2 separate regions of the Oryctolagus cuniculus genome follow, and region 1 is linked to region 2. The links are chromatin contacts, called in public Micro-C maps. All regions are on one chromosome and are shown on one strand. The core of a region is the stretch at or near the end of the contact, and the rest is flanking DNA. Distances in the headings are between cores, read along the strand shown. Region 1 holds the start of ANKDD1B (ankyrin repeat and death domain containing 1B). Region 2 holds the start of ANKRD31 (ankyrin repeat domain 31).

The links. Hi-C and Micro-C count contacts between places; a contact is called where the count stands out from the background.
Region 1: a Micro-C map of ear pinna shows a contact between it and region 2, with 4 times the contacts expected there. The contact joins the promoter of ANKDD1B here to the promoter of ANKRD31 in region 2. A contact is called at or near these places in 2 of 6 Hi-C or Micro-C datasets (ear pinna and psoas muscle).

Annotation. Positions count from the first base shown.
Region 1 is chr14:650,196-656,338 of mOryCun1.1, forward strand. It overlaps ANKDD1B (ankyrin repeat and death domain containing 1B), which reads left to right and starts at 3,953. Exons shown (of 15, transcript XM_008251117.4): 1 at 3,953-3,985. It also overlaps the pseudogene LOC138845118.
Region 2 is chr14:404,598-410,985 of mOryCun1.1, forward strand. It overlaps ANKRD31 (ankyrin repeat domain 31), which reads right to left and starts at 2,149. Exons shown (of 25, transcript XM_051838688.2): 1 at 1,387-2,149. The coding sequence starts at 1,388.

The sequences.
Region 1 (6,143 bases), core at 2,703-5,202, 250 kb after region 2:
CACTTCTCCCCATTCCCCTCCACTGGAGTGTGTGAACTACATAGCTTGGAACAGCTTAAAGCACTTGGGCTGCTGCAGGGCACAGAAACTATACTGGCTCTTCAAAGGACATCTTCTCAAGCCACCTCTATGGTGTCAAGACAAGTAGAACTTCTTCCCTCCTCACTTGAAACCCACAGTCGGATGTGACGGGGCTGGTACTCAAGAGACTTAATTCTTGTCATCTTTTTTGTCGTCATCCTCCGAGGGATAGGAGTGCCACGTCAGCCTTTCCTCATAGAAGGAAATGACAACCTGTGGGCACTTGACATTGGCTTCCTTGGCAGGGACCAGGTCGGCCTCATCAGAGTTTTTCCATTTCATCAGGAACATGAGTTCTCCACTTGAGTCTGTAGCTCCAATGATCCGTTCCGGCTCCAAACCCCGGGCAAAGCCTCGTGGCTTTTCTGACTCTTCTTTCTTCTTCTTTGGTTTGCTCTCTTCTCCCTTATCTTCAGAATCAGAATCAGCTTTGCGCTTGCCTCCCTCTGACTTATCTGTCTCATGTGCTGTTTTCTGTGACTGCAGAAACTCAGCAATGAGGTCAGGGCAATCCAGATTCTCTTCTGGTTCCCACGTATTGTCTTCATCTGAGAAACCTTTCCACTTTAGGAGGTACTCCACTTTGCCCTTTACAACTCGACAGTCAAGAACTTTTTCCACCACATATTCCTCTTCCTCCTCTTCTAGCACCTCCTCCACTTTCTTCTTGAAAACCCAGTGTTTTGTCATCGCCAAAGGCAGCAGTGGTGCCTGGGGGAGCAGGGCAGTGGCACAGAGCACGGGTCCTGGCAGGCCTTTCTGTCCAGGTCAGTTGGTGACTGCATGGGTGTTGAGCTCTGCAGACATACTTTGTACACTTGGATTCATATACAAAGATTAAAAGACAATGAAGTACCTCACACACACAGCCTATGTCACAATAAAACGTAAAAAGAACGCCAGAAAGCACATTCCCTAGAGGGTGGGGTTCCCGCTCCTCTGCAGGCCCCAGGGACGGGGGGTCCACCCCAGCCAGCAGAGTGCTCACAGAAAGGATTTTCTGCTCGCGTCTTTCCTTACCAGCCTCACCCAACACTTCAGTGGTTTAAGGGAAAACGGTGTCACAGTTTTCACCTGTCAGCACCAAACAGGCCACTAGTTTGCCAGCCTGGGCTGCTTTGTCCCTGCTTCCCACAGACCCCTCAGGCACTAAGTCAGTTCTGTAGGTCTGGTTCAGAATCTCACGTCATTTGTGAGTTATGGAGATCCAAAGCTGGGTCTTTTTTTTTTTTTTTTTTTTTTTTTTTTTTTTTTTTTTGGACAGGCAGAGTGGACAGTGAGAGAGAGAGAGAGACATAGAGAAAGCTCTTCCTTTGCCGTTGGTTCACCCTCCAATGGCCGCTGGCACACCGTGCTGATCTGAAGCCAGGAGCCAGGTGTTTCTCCTGGTCTCCCATGGGGTGCAGGGCCCAAGGACTTGGGCCATCCTCCACTGCACTCCCGGGCCACAGCAGAGAGCTGGCCTGGAAGAGGGGCAACTGGGACAGAATCCGGCACCCCGACCAGGACTAGAACCCAGTGTGCTGGCGCCGCAGGCGGAGGATTAGCCTATTGAGCCGCGGCGCTGGCCCAAAGCTGGGTCTTTTAAAGAGAAATCACTTGTAGGTTTCTCATGGGACGTGAGCTTCGTTGGCTGGTGTTGGTGCAGTGGTTCAAGGGCAGGTCCAAAGGCACTAGTTTCCTTGGGCTTTCAATAGTCTACTTAAGGCTTTCTACTTCAACCTTGAGTTCCAGCTGGGGGACAAAGGACAAAGGGGCAGCTCTCAGACACATCTGGGCTACTCTCAGGGAGCTTCCTGGAATCAGACACATCCGGGCCACTCGCAAGGAGTTCTGCAAGGCCAGCAGCAATTCTCCCTCCCATCTTGTTGCATCCTCGTCGTAAAGGGAGCCTGGAAACTTGGTCATCTTGGATGAGCACATTGCTGCACCAGGCAAAACCATTTAAGAGTATCCGTAAGAACAACATGAAGCCTGCTGTTGTCCTGTTAATATTAAAAATTTATTTTGGAGACAGAGTCCCCTCTGCTGATTCGCTCCCCCACCCCCCGCCCCAACTGCTCACGAGTCAGAGCTGGGCTTCGCAGAGGCCAGGAAGTAGGAACTCAGCTCAGGTCTCCCCCACCTCCAGGATCCACATTAGCAGGAAGCTGGAGGCAGGAGTCAGAGACAGGTATTGAACCCAGATATTTCCTGTAAGGAACAAAGGTGCCCTAACTCGCATTATAACTTCTTGGCCAAATCCCTATACCCAGGGTGGACTGTGTGTGTGTGTGTGTGTGTGTGTGTGTGTGGCCATTTTATTGGAAAGGTGGAGAGGTACGGAGAGACAGATCTTCCATTTGCTGTTTACTCCCCTAATGCCTGCTGAAGCCCAGAACTCAGCCCAGGGCTCCCATGGGAGTGTCAGGGACCCAAGCCATCACCTGCTCCTCCCAGGGGCTCATGAGCAGGAAGTGGGATTGGAAGCACAGAACAGGGACCTCAACTGGGCACTGTTACGGGATGCAGACGTTGGAGCAGCAGCTGAGCCACTGTGCCCGATGCCCTCTTTCTGGGTGCATGTTTCAAAACAACTCTATCCAGAGAAAAATAAATGATCATCCTAAGCCAGAAGTCCCCAAGGCTAGTCTGAGGCCTAGCAAGGACTTGCAGGACCCTGAAACACTGTAATGTTCACGGCTAGAGATGGTGACAGTGAGAAGGGCGCAGTTAAAGTCAGCAGAGGGGAAATGCATGTGGGTGACATCCAGGACCACCCGGGCACAGCCTGCAGGTGTCTGCTGGTGGAGTCACGTGGTGCACACCCAGTTCTCTGGAAATGAGTGACAACATGCAAAATACTGCCGCCCAGGGAGCCCCACCCCCTGGTGTCCAGGGCTTTTTCTTTTTTCAAGGACTTATTTATTTAACAGAGAGAGGGAGAGGGCTTTCACTTACTGGTTCACCCCCCAAGTGGCTGCAAAGGCAAGGGCTGAGCCAAGGCGAAGCCAGGAGCTTCATTCGGGTCTGACATGGGTGGCAGAAGTCCAAACACTTGGCCATCTGCTGCGTCCCCAGGCCAATAGCAGGGAGCTGGATTGGAAGTGGAGCAGCCAGCGCATGAGCCAGCACCCATATGGGATGTCGGTGTGGCAACTTCACCCGCTACACCAAACGCCTGCCCCACCCCGGGCTGGGCCCGAGTCCTGCAGAGCCCAGAGGTAGCTCATGGCCCACGGTCAGGCTTCCAGTGTTGTTAGCAGAAATCTCCCAGCAGACTAACTGCTCAGACACCGCCAAGGCGGCAGCGCCCCCTCCCCAAGAGCTCCAAAGCCTTCCCCAGGAAGAGGCCGGTCCTGGACAGAGGTCACGCTTTGGGGGAGCCGGCTTTGGGCCACGTGAGCCTGCTGAGCTGACCCAGAACTGCACCCTTAACGTGAATGTCGAGGGTTAGCGCGTGCCAGCGTAACGATGAGAGACCTGGGCTCTGTGGCGCGCTCAGGACAGCCGTGCGTTTGCACTAAGCCACCACCAGTGTGCAGAACAGAGCGACAGCTGCAGACCTAATTCCGCGGTAGCTGTGTCGCCCTCTCTGCAACTCCAGGATCTCTTTAACAGCGCACTTCGCATGGCTCCTGTAATCGGTCGCCGTGCAGCGGACCTCAGCCTTCCGCGATCACATCGAGCGCAGGCTGCATCCGAAATACTTACACGGAGGGGAGACCAGCGGCGGCTGTGCGCGTGCGCAGGGGGACTGAGTGTGGGGCGGGGCGCTGGCTATGCGCGTGCGCGGAGGCCCCAAGGGGGGGCGGGGCGTACGCCGGCCCCGGCGCAGACTCGGAGCGCAGTGACGTCCTACGCAGCAGGGCGGGCGCGAGTGCTCCTGGGGCGGCGGTGCCGCGGCGGGAGCTGGCGTGGGTCGGTGCGTGGGCGGCGAGCGTGTGGTGGAACGCACTGGCGGCAGAGCTGGGCAGGGCCGCCGCGCGGGAGTCCGTGGGGACAGGATCCGGGATTTCAGGGAAGGAGCGTGTCCGGAAGTTCCCAGAGCGGAGGGCGTGTGGGACCCCTGCCCCGTCCGTCAGCCCTGAGGCCCGGCCCTGACCCTGACCCCGACCCTGACCCCCACCCCCCTGCGCGGGCCGGGCGGTCCTGGGGGGACCCTGCCCTGTCCGTCAGCCCTGAGGCCTGACCCTGACCCCGACCCCGACCCCCCTGCGCGGGCCGGGGCGGTCCTGGGGGGACCCTGCCCTGCCTATCAGCCCTGAGAAGCCCGGCCCTGACCCTGACCCCGACCCCCCTGAGCGGGCCCGGGCGGGCCTGGGGGGACCCTGCCCCGTCTGTCAGCCCCGAGAGGCCCGGCCCTGACCCCGACCCCCCTGCGCGCGGCCTGGGGGGACGCCTGCCCTGTCCGTCAGCCCTGAGAGGCCCAGCCCTGACCCTGACCCTGACCCCGACCCCCCTGCGCGGGCCCGGGCGGTCCTGGGGGGACCCCTGCCCCGTCCGTCAGCCCTGAGGCCCGGCCCTGACCCTGACCCCGACCCCGCTGCGCGGCCCGGGCGGTCCTGGGGGGACCCCTGCCCCGTCCGTCAGCCCTGAGGCCCGGCCCTGACCCTGACCCCGACCCCGCTGCGCGGCCCGGGCGGTCCTGGGGGGACCCTGCCCTGCCTGTCAGCCCTGAGAAGCCCGGCCCTGACCCTGACCCTGACCCCGACCCCCCTGAGCGGGCCCGGGCGGGCCTGGGGGGACCCTGCCCCGTCTGTCAGCCCCGAGAGGCCCGGCCCTGACCCCGACCCCCCTGCGCGCGGCCTGGGGGGATCCCTGCCCTGTCTGTCAGCCCTGAGAGGCCCAGCCCTGACCCTGACCCTGACCCCGACCCCCCTGCGTGGGCCCGGGCGGTCCTGGGGGGACCCTGCCCTGTCCGTCAGCCCCGAGAGGCCCGACCCTGACCCCGACCCCCCTGCGCGGGCCGGGCGGTCCTGGGGGGACCCTGCCCTGTCCCTCAGCCTTGAGGCCCGGCCCTGACCCTGACCCTGACCCCCCTGCGCGGGCCGGGCGGTCCTGGGGGTACCCTGCCCTGTCCGTCAGCCTTGAGGCCCGGCCCTGACCCTGACCCTGACCCCCCTGCGCGGGCCGGGTGGTCCTGGGGGGACCCTGCCCTGTCCCTCAGCCTTGAGGCCCGGCCCTGACCCTGACCCTGACCCCCCTGCGCGGGCCCGGGCGGTCCTGGCGGGACCCTGCCCTGTCCGTCAGCCCTGAGGCCCGGCCCAGGTGGTCCCGGGGGACCCTGCCCTGCCCGTCAGCCCTGAGAGGCCCGGCCACCAGGTGCGCGGTCCCGGGGGGCACCCTGTCCTCTGTACCCTGTCCGGCGGTCCAGCCACCCTGGCGGGACCCTGCCCCCTTCACTGGTCTTCGGTGCTTGGCCGCACGGACTTGAGGGGACACGGGCTGGAGCGGAAGCTGGCCGAGTCTGGGCGATAGGGCCGGACCCGGAGGAAACCCGGGAGACCCACGCAAGTCGCGCGGGTGCCATCGGTGCCGTGCGCTGTCCTGCGACCAGGGTTCGGAGGGTGACCCAGGCCATCGCCGCCATCAGTTGCTGGGTGACAGATTGCGCATTTTTTTTTTAAAGCAAGAGTGAATCTTTTTGGCTTTTAGCCTTTTATATTTATGTTTCAAATCCACATTTTAGAAGTAATCATAGCGGAAATTCTATGAAATTACTAGAAGTAGCTTTGTAAATTAGTGACATTTCCTCTTTTAAAAAGTTAAAACCTGCTTTGGTGTGGAAAGGAGAGAGAAGCGTTTATAAAATCCGGGTCACCCCACCAGCAGTGCTTTCACTTTAGAGTTAGCGTGGTCTGTATGTGCGAGGTTGGTGACAGCCACGTGACACAGGTGTGAAGCAGGAAGGAGCTGTGTGGCAGCAGGTGTGCGGAGGCTGGGCGTGCAAGGAGACAGGCGGTCAGAGGCGGCCTCTGCTGTCCTCGCTGGGGACGCCCTTGTGCCGCCTCCTCGTCCGCCGGCCCTGGCTCTGCTCCCGAGTGCCCTCTGCAGAGCCTTCCTTCCATTGCGTTGCTCAG
Region 2 (6,388 bases), core at 899-3,398:
TTCTCTGATCACGTGGGGGAACCCACAAGCCTCCATGTTTCAGGATCCCCGGCCTTCTGCCTTCAAATGTGCAGGGCGTAAAGCCGTGTGCACCGCACGTTCCGAGGCCCGGCAGGAGCTGCATGCATTCCAAACACCCAGGTTCACCAGCAGTCACTGACCACGGCAGGGTGCAGGGCACCACTGTCAGCAGTAGTCCACGTTCACAACGCCTTGGGTGGACACGTTTCCCACAGGCAATCACCGCCCAGGCCCAGCTACCCTGCAGGGCCTGGCAGCCAGACGCGAACATCCACTCTCGGCCAGCAGAGGGCCGACTCCACCAGGGCCCAAGGCTGACCGCGGGGGACGGCGAGCCCGCCCAAGGTGCTGCGTGGACCGGCGCGTGAAGGGACGCCGCGCGAACTCCACCCCCCCACCCCCCGCCCAGCTCCCGCGCGAACTTGCAAGAAATTCCGTGGATTTCTCAACGGTTAGTTCTGTGGCTATTTAAGAGCTAACGTTGCCGGTCGGTGGTTAAGTCTCACGGTGGCTGGCCACTGGGGCAGCCGCGCTGCGGCCAGGTCGGAGGGCCTCCCGCGGCGTCCAGGCTCCGGCTTCCAGAGGCTGTCGCGGGCTGCTTGGAGGAGTTTGAACGACTCGGCAACCAGCCAGCAGCAGATCGGCTTTTGAAGAAACTATTCTCAGGGACGTGACCCTGAGGAGGCCACGCACCGGCCTCACAGCTGGCGGGCAGTCGACCGCAGAGCCGCGGATGTGCAGCCCACCTCGCTAATGCGGGAGTCCAGGCTCACAGCAACCATAACCTCCCCGAGCGGCCAAGCCTCCACAGCCACCGCCCTAGATCGGCTTGAAGCGCTTTGTCCAGAGCAAGGCCAGCTCGGAGCTGGAACCCCGGATCTCCCACGTTGGGGGGCAGTGACCCAGAGCCCCCCCCCCCCAAGTGCGCATAAGCAGGAAGGCGGCGTGGGGAGCGTAGCCAGGCTTCGCCCTTGCGAAGGCTAAAGACCCTCGTGCCACCACCACCACCTGCTCCTCCTGGGCGCCCTGTGCCCTTCTCGGCCACAGCTGAGGTCACTCGGACTCGGTCTCCGGCCTGCGGGTCCCTGTGAGCTCACACCACCTCTGACTCCGCAGTCAGACAAGCACACCCTGGATCCGGGATGTGGCCCGTGCTTGCGGCAGCTGTATTTAACTACCTGCCACCGCGGTGTTAGCCCTTGCCAGACAGCCCACAGCTCAGTGTGTGTCGGGGGTGGGGGGGTGGGTCACCATCAGCCGCAGGACTGCATCAATTCCTGCGGCTGCCAGGCCACACTGGAGCATCCAATCAAGTGTACGCACGGAGCCCTCCAAGGGACACAAACAGGCTAAAGCCTTACTTACATAAGGAGATACCCGTCTCTGTTCCGCGCTGAGGCTTCTGGATATAAATTCGACTGAGTTTTATGCCGGTATAAAGATTAGTAATAATAACAACAATAGTTTTTAAAAAGACTACTTCCTGTTGAAGGTCTCGGTGTCTCTGTTCACGGAATTCCCGCCAAAACATCAGCTGGGTGTCCCGCAACGCGCTCCAATTCTGACCGACCTGGAGTCAGCTTGGGGCCCACGCGTGAAGCCCCGCAGGAGTGTCCGCCTCTGCGGCACCACCAGCACGCGCGGCCGCCGGCGGCTGCCTGTAGGCTTGGGGTCTCCCACACCCCTCTCCTCCGGACACAGTTACATTCTGGAAAGCCCTTGCTCACTCGCGTGCGTTTGTTATAAGGGGCGGTCAGCCCGAGGGGACGCCGGGAGCCCGGCGCCTGCACCCGGGCCCCGCGGCCGCGGCCCAGCCGAGCACAGAGCCGCCCGCGCCTTGGCGAGGAGCGCCCTCCAGGGGGCGCCCCGGCGACGCGCGCCCTTTCCCGCCTCTCCCCTACCGGAAGCCGCCGATCGAGGGGCTCGCAGAGGATGTCCTTGATGTACAAACACCCCTCCCCCGACCCCAGAAGTCCGACTGGGAAGGACGCGGGTCCGTTCCCCTCACCTGAGTGGCCCGCGGCCGGGGATCCGCACCCACCTCGGAGCGCACGGCCTCAGCCCGCGAGCAGCGCGCCGGCAAGACGGAGGCGCCGGCCGCCGGCCGCCTTCTCCTCGCGGCGCAGGGGCGGCAGCGCAGCTGCAGGCCGCCCTCGCTCGCCCACACCGGATTCCGCTTGGGATGCTTACCCGGGGCCGGGGGAGCCTACCCCGAGGCCACGCCGGCCTCCAGTGCTCCTGCCCTGCGTAAAGGACAGGGCCTGTACGTGGGTCAGTCTGGAGGCCAGCCTCATCCTGAAAGTCTCTGTCCGTGCAGAACCTGCAGACGCGGCTTTCTCTCGAATTTCGCAAGACCTGCTGCTGTGGTTTCAGACTTGTGCCGCGCCTGGCTTTGTTCCCAGCAGGAGGGGTGATACCATGGCCCACCGTTCCCAACCCTCTGTCCCTTGCTGCTTCCCAGAGTAGGGGTCAGCAAACGTACACCATCTGTCTCCCTGCTTCTCTTGGCGCTACGGCTGATGGAGTCCTGGCCAAGGACAGGTAAGCAGGCGTCTCCGAGGAAGTTTAGGGAAAGTTTTCTTCTGGCCAAGGAGACAGGTGCAGTGCCTATGTTCTCATCCCCTCAGCCCTACCTTGAACTCAGCCGTGGGAGAGGCCGGCAGAACTGGGCGGCTCTCCTTGACCTCGCTGAGCGGCAGAGCCAATGCCAACCTCGATGGAGAATAAAAGTGTGTAAGCCACATGATGTCAGGGCTCCATGACAAAGCCCTGGAATTCACGCCATGATACATATTTAACTAGTTCCATGTTGCTTGTAATTTTTTAAAGATGTATTTATTTATTTGAAAGGTAGAGTTAGAAAGAGATCTTGTGTCTGCAGGTTCATTCCCCAATTGATGGCATACGCTGTCGCTGGGTGGGAGGAGGCTAGGAACTGCACCGTGGTCTCCCACGGCAGGGGCAGGGACCCAAGAAGTTGGGCAGTCTTCTGCCTTCGCAGGCACAGTAGCAGGAAGCTGGTTGGAAAGAGAACAGCTGGGCTCAGACTGGGCCCATGTGGGATGTGGGTGTCACAGGCAGCAGCTCAACGCACTGTGCTACAACACCTGCCCTTGTGACTGTTTTCTGATGACGGCACACCTCCACAAGTTGAACTCCTTGAACTGAACCGTCCACCTGCTTCTGAATTCTCACAATCCCTGAGTAGGTTTGGATAATCAGAAAAGTGCTTTCTAGAGAAATCTTTTCACATGACCTTAGGGTTCCACAAAAGCTGCAACCCAGATTATGTCAAAATTTTTGGAAAACAGTGCTTTTGGGAGCCAAATCAGCACCACCACCACCACTCGCCTAACACACTCTGAGCAAAATCAAGACATCCCTACTCACAGAAAAGGAGGAATAGGATGAACTGGAGGAGCAGGTGGATGTTTTGGCCTCATTTGTGCCTACCCATCAAGAAGCGTGAAACCGAGAGAAGGGATCTGTATACCTAGGTGTGGAGTGAGCAGGAGGGCTGCCTCTGTTGCGTTTAGGCCCGCCAATACCAGGGTGTCCTGTCCGGGGTGTTACGTGTGGTTGTGCCAGAGAACTCTTGCTGGGCCATGTATAAAGAAAAGAAGTTTGACTGACTGTAAGGAGCAGAAATTAAACAGCTTTACCATAATATTAACAAGAAATAAGCAAGAGCTGAGCCAACTGCAGGAGATCTGCATGGACTTGATAGGAACCACCCTTGGCCCACACACCCTCCTGGGGACCTTATCAGCCCTATGCTGACTGCCAAAACTGTATATAAACTGCTCTCTGAAGAGGCCCAGAGAGACTCTGAACACTCTCGTGAGAGCGCAGAGTGAAAGCTCCGGTTGGCCCACTGCACTCAGCCCTTCCCACAAGAGAGTTCTCGCAGCCAGCCCTGTGCTCACCTCATGCTGAGGCTCTGAGCTAGCCTGACTTGAAGCCCTGCTCGCCCAAAGCCGAGACGCTACTCGCCGTCTGAGACCTGCGTTCTGCTCAGCGGCACCACCCATGCGGATGCCGTGAGAGTCTGCCCTCTGTGGCTAAGACATGGGTGAGGAACACCAGAGGTACTTTGGGAACCCTGGGTGGTCCGTTCGCCCAGTGTGTTGTGAGAATTAGAATGTGTGACTTCCCCACTGCATGATAAAATCCTTATTGGAACCAACATTGCCTCGTTGCCCATGCTACGCTCGCAACACTAACACAATTCTGGCCAGCTTGATGCCAGCCTGGCTGTGTCACAGGATGGTACTAAAGCAGGAGAACCAACCAAGAGTAGAAGGGACTAAGTACACGAGGCAGCCGCCTTCTCTAACAACCTGTTCCTCTGAGAACTTCTTGGTCCCGTGGACCTGCTTCAGTTCCTTCTAAGGGTGGTGCCCCTGACCTAATAACCTTCCACTAGGCCTCACTTTTAAAGATCCACCATCAGTAAATACCACTGCACCTAGGACCAAGCTTCTAGCACAGGAGCCTTGGGGGGACACACAGAGCATATCCAAACCAGAAACATTCCTCTTCACTAGGCTATATTTCTTTTTCTTTTTCTTGGAAGGAGAAGGACACCTAGACAGAAACCACAAACTCTTTCCCTCTCCCTTTATTCCCTTTTCAGCTTAATGCCAGGTCATGGCACGTACCAGTCATGCTTTGAGCTCTCTGCCCAAACTGAGATGATCTGGTGCTCCAACCTATTTTAGTTCCCAAAGGAAGACAGATGGTTCCCTCGGCGATGGCTGGGTGGAGACAGAAGTCTTTGTCTATAGCCTGGGCCCAAGCTCCTGTGGGGCTTCCAGCATCTGGGCAGGGCCAGATGCTGTCCTGGTTGCTTTCCTTACCTTCTTTAGGGCATAAATTATGAACTCATGGAGGCATACATTCTAATTTTGCTAAACTTTTGTCAGTGCGCATAGGTCAAATTTCTACCCAAATTGTTTAAGTGACACATACCTGAAAAGTGCAGCGCGCAGGAGCGCTCCACAAAGAGGCAGAGAGCAGGGTCACAGTTGGCATATATGTTCCTCTCCCTTGGGGAAGATGTGCAGCCCGTCTTTCTGGAAGGGGCACAGAGACCTTGCTAACAGCTTGCTTGAGAACAGCAGGTCACTCTTCACCCATTCACTTTCCAGGAGAAGGAAAAATTGCATTAGAAGTGTCCTACCCAGCTAAGGAGATTGTACAAAAAACTTCTAACGTACTGCCAATGAAGTGGCGCATGTTACCAAAGTCTGAAAAGTGCAAAGTGGAGGAGGGGAAACATCAAATTTGAGGGGTGAGCCAAGCCCAGAGACTTCCCAGTGCTCAGTAGGCCTTGAGGGCAGGTCTTTGGGAGCATCAATAATGACAGCTTCAGCTCAGTCCAGGTGGGACAAATGTGGAAAGACCTGGAACCTTCCACAGGAGGCAGGACCTATAGGCATTAGAGATCCCAGAGTAGAGGGGCATTCTATAGCACAGGGTTAGAACATAAAGCAAAGGTACAGAATGCAGGGAAGCCAAGACCACACAGTACCTAGGAAGCTGCTGTAGTTCATTCAGTGTTAGGTTCTGGAGCTGGGGCCATGAGTAGGACCGGTGTTGCTTCCTTTATCTGTTTTTGAAGAGCACGCTTTGCTGGTTTCCCAGATCATTCCTTTATGTTGAACCATTTGCAGCCTCATAAATGTTTGGAGGGTTTAGCTTAAAGTCAAGTCTATGTATTACTGAGAGTTCCATGGATATTTCCAGCTAATGTTTATAAAATATTAGCTTTTTTTTTTTTTTTTTTTTTTTTTTTTTTTTTTTTGACAGGCAGAGTGGACAGTGAGAGAGAGAGACAGAGAGAAAGGTCTTCCTTTGCCGTTGGTTCACCCTCCAATGGCCGCCGCGGCCGGCGCGCTGCGGCCGGCACACCGCGCTGATCCGATGGCAGGAGCCAGGTGCTTCTCCTGGTCTCCCATGGGGTGCAGGGCCCAAGCACCTGGGCCATCCTCCACTGCACTCCCTGGCCACAGCAGAGAGCTGGCCTGGAAGAGGGGCAACTGGGACAGAATCTGGCGCCCCAATCGGGACTAGAACCCGGTGTGCTGGCGCCGCTAGGTGGAGGATTAGCCTATTGAGCTGCGGCGCCGTTAAGCCACTTTTATTTAGAGTCCTCTGTTTCATTCATTGTAATTTGCAGCAGATACAATGAAAGGCCCGCACACATGTCTACCAATGGGGACAGTAGTTCTGTATTAAAAGATTGCCTATCCATGGATTGCCCTGAGCATTTGCTCCATAGCTTTCTCTTCAATGGAGTTGCTCAAGAGAAGTGGGGAGGGTCCCCTTGGACCATTTTCCTTGTCATCTTTCATACTTGCCTGAT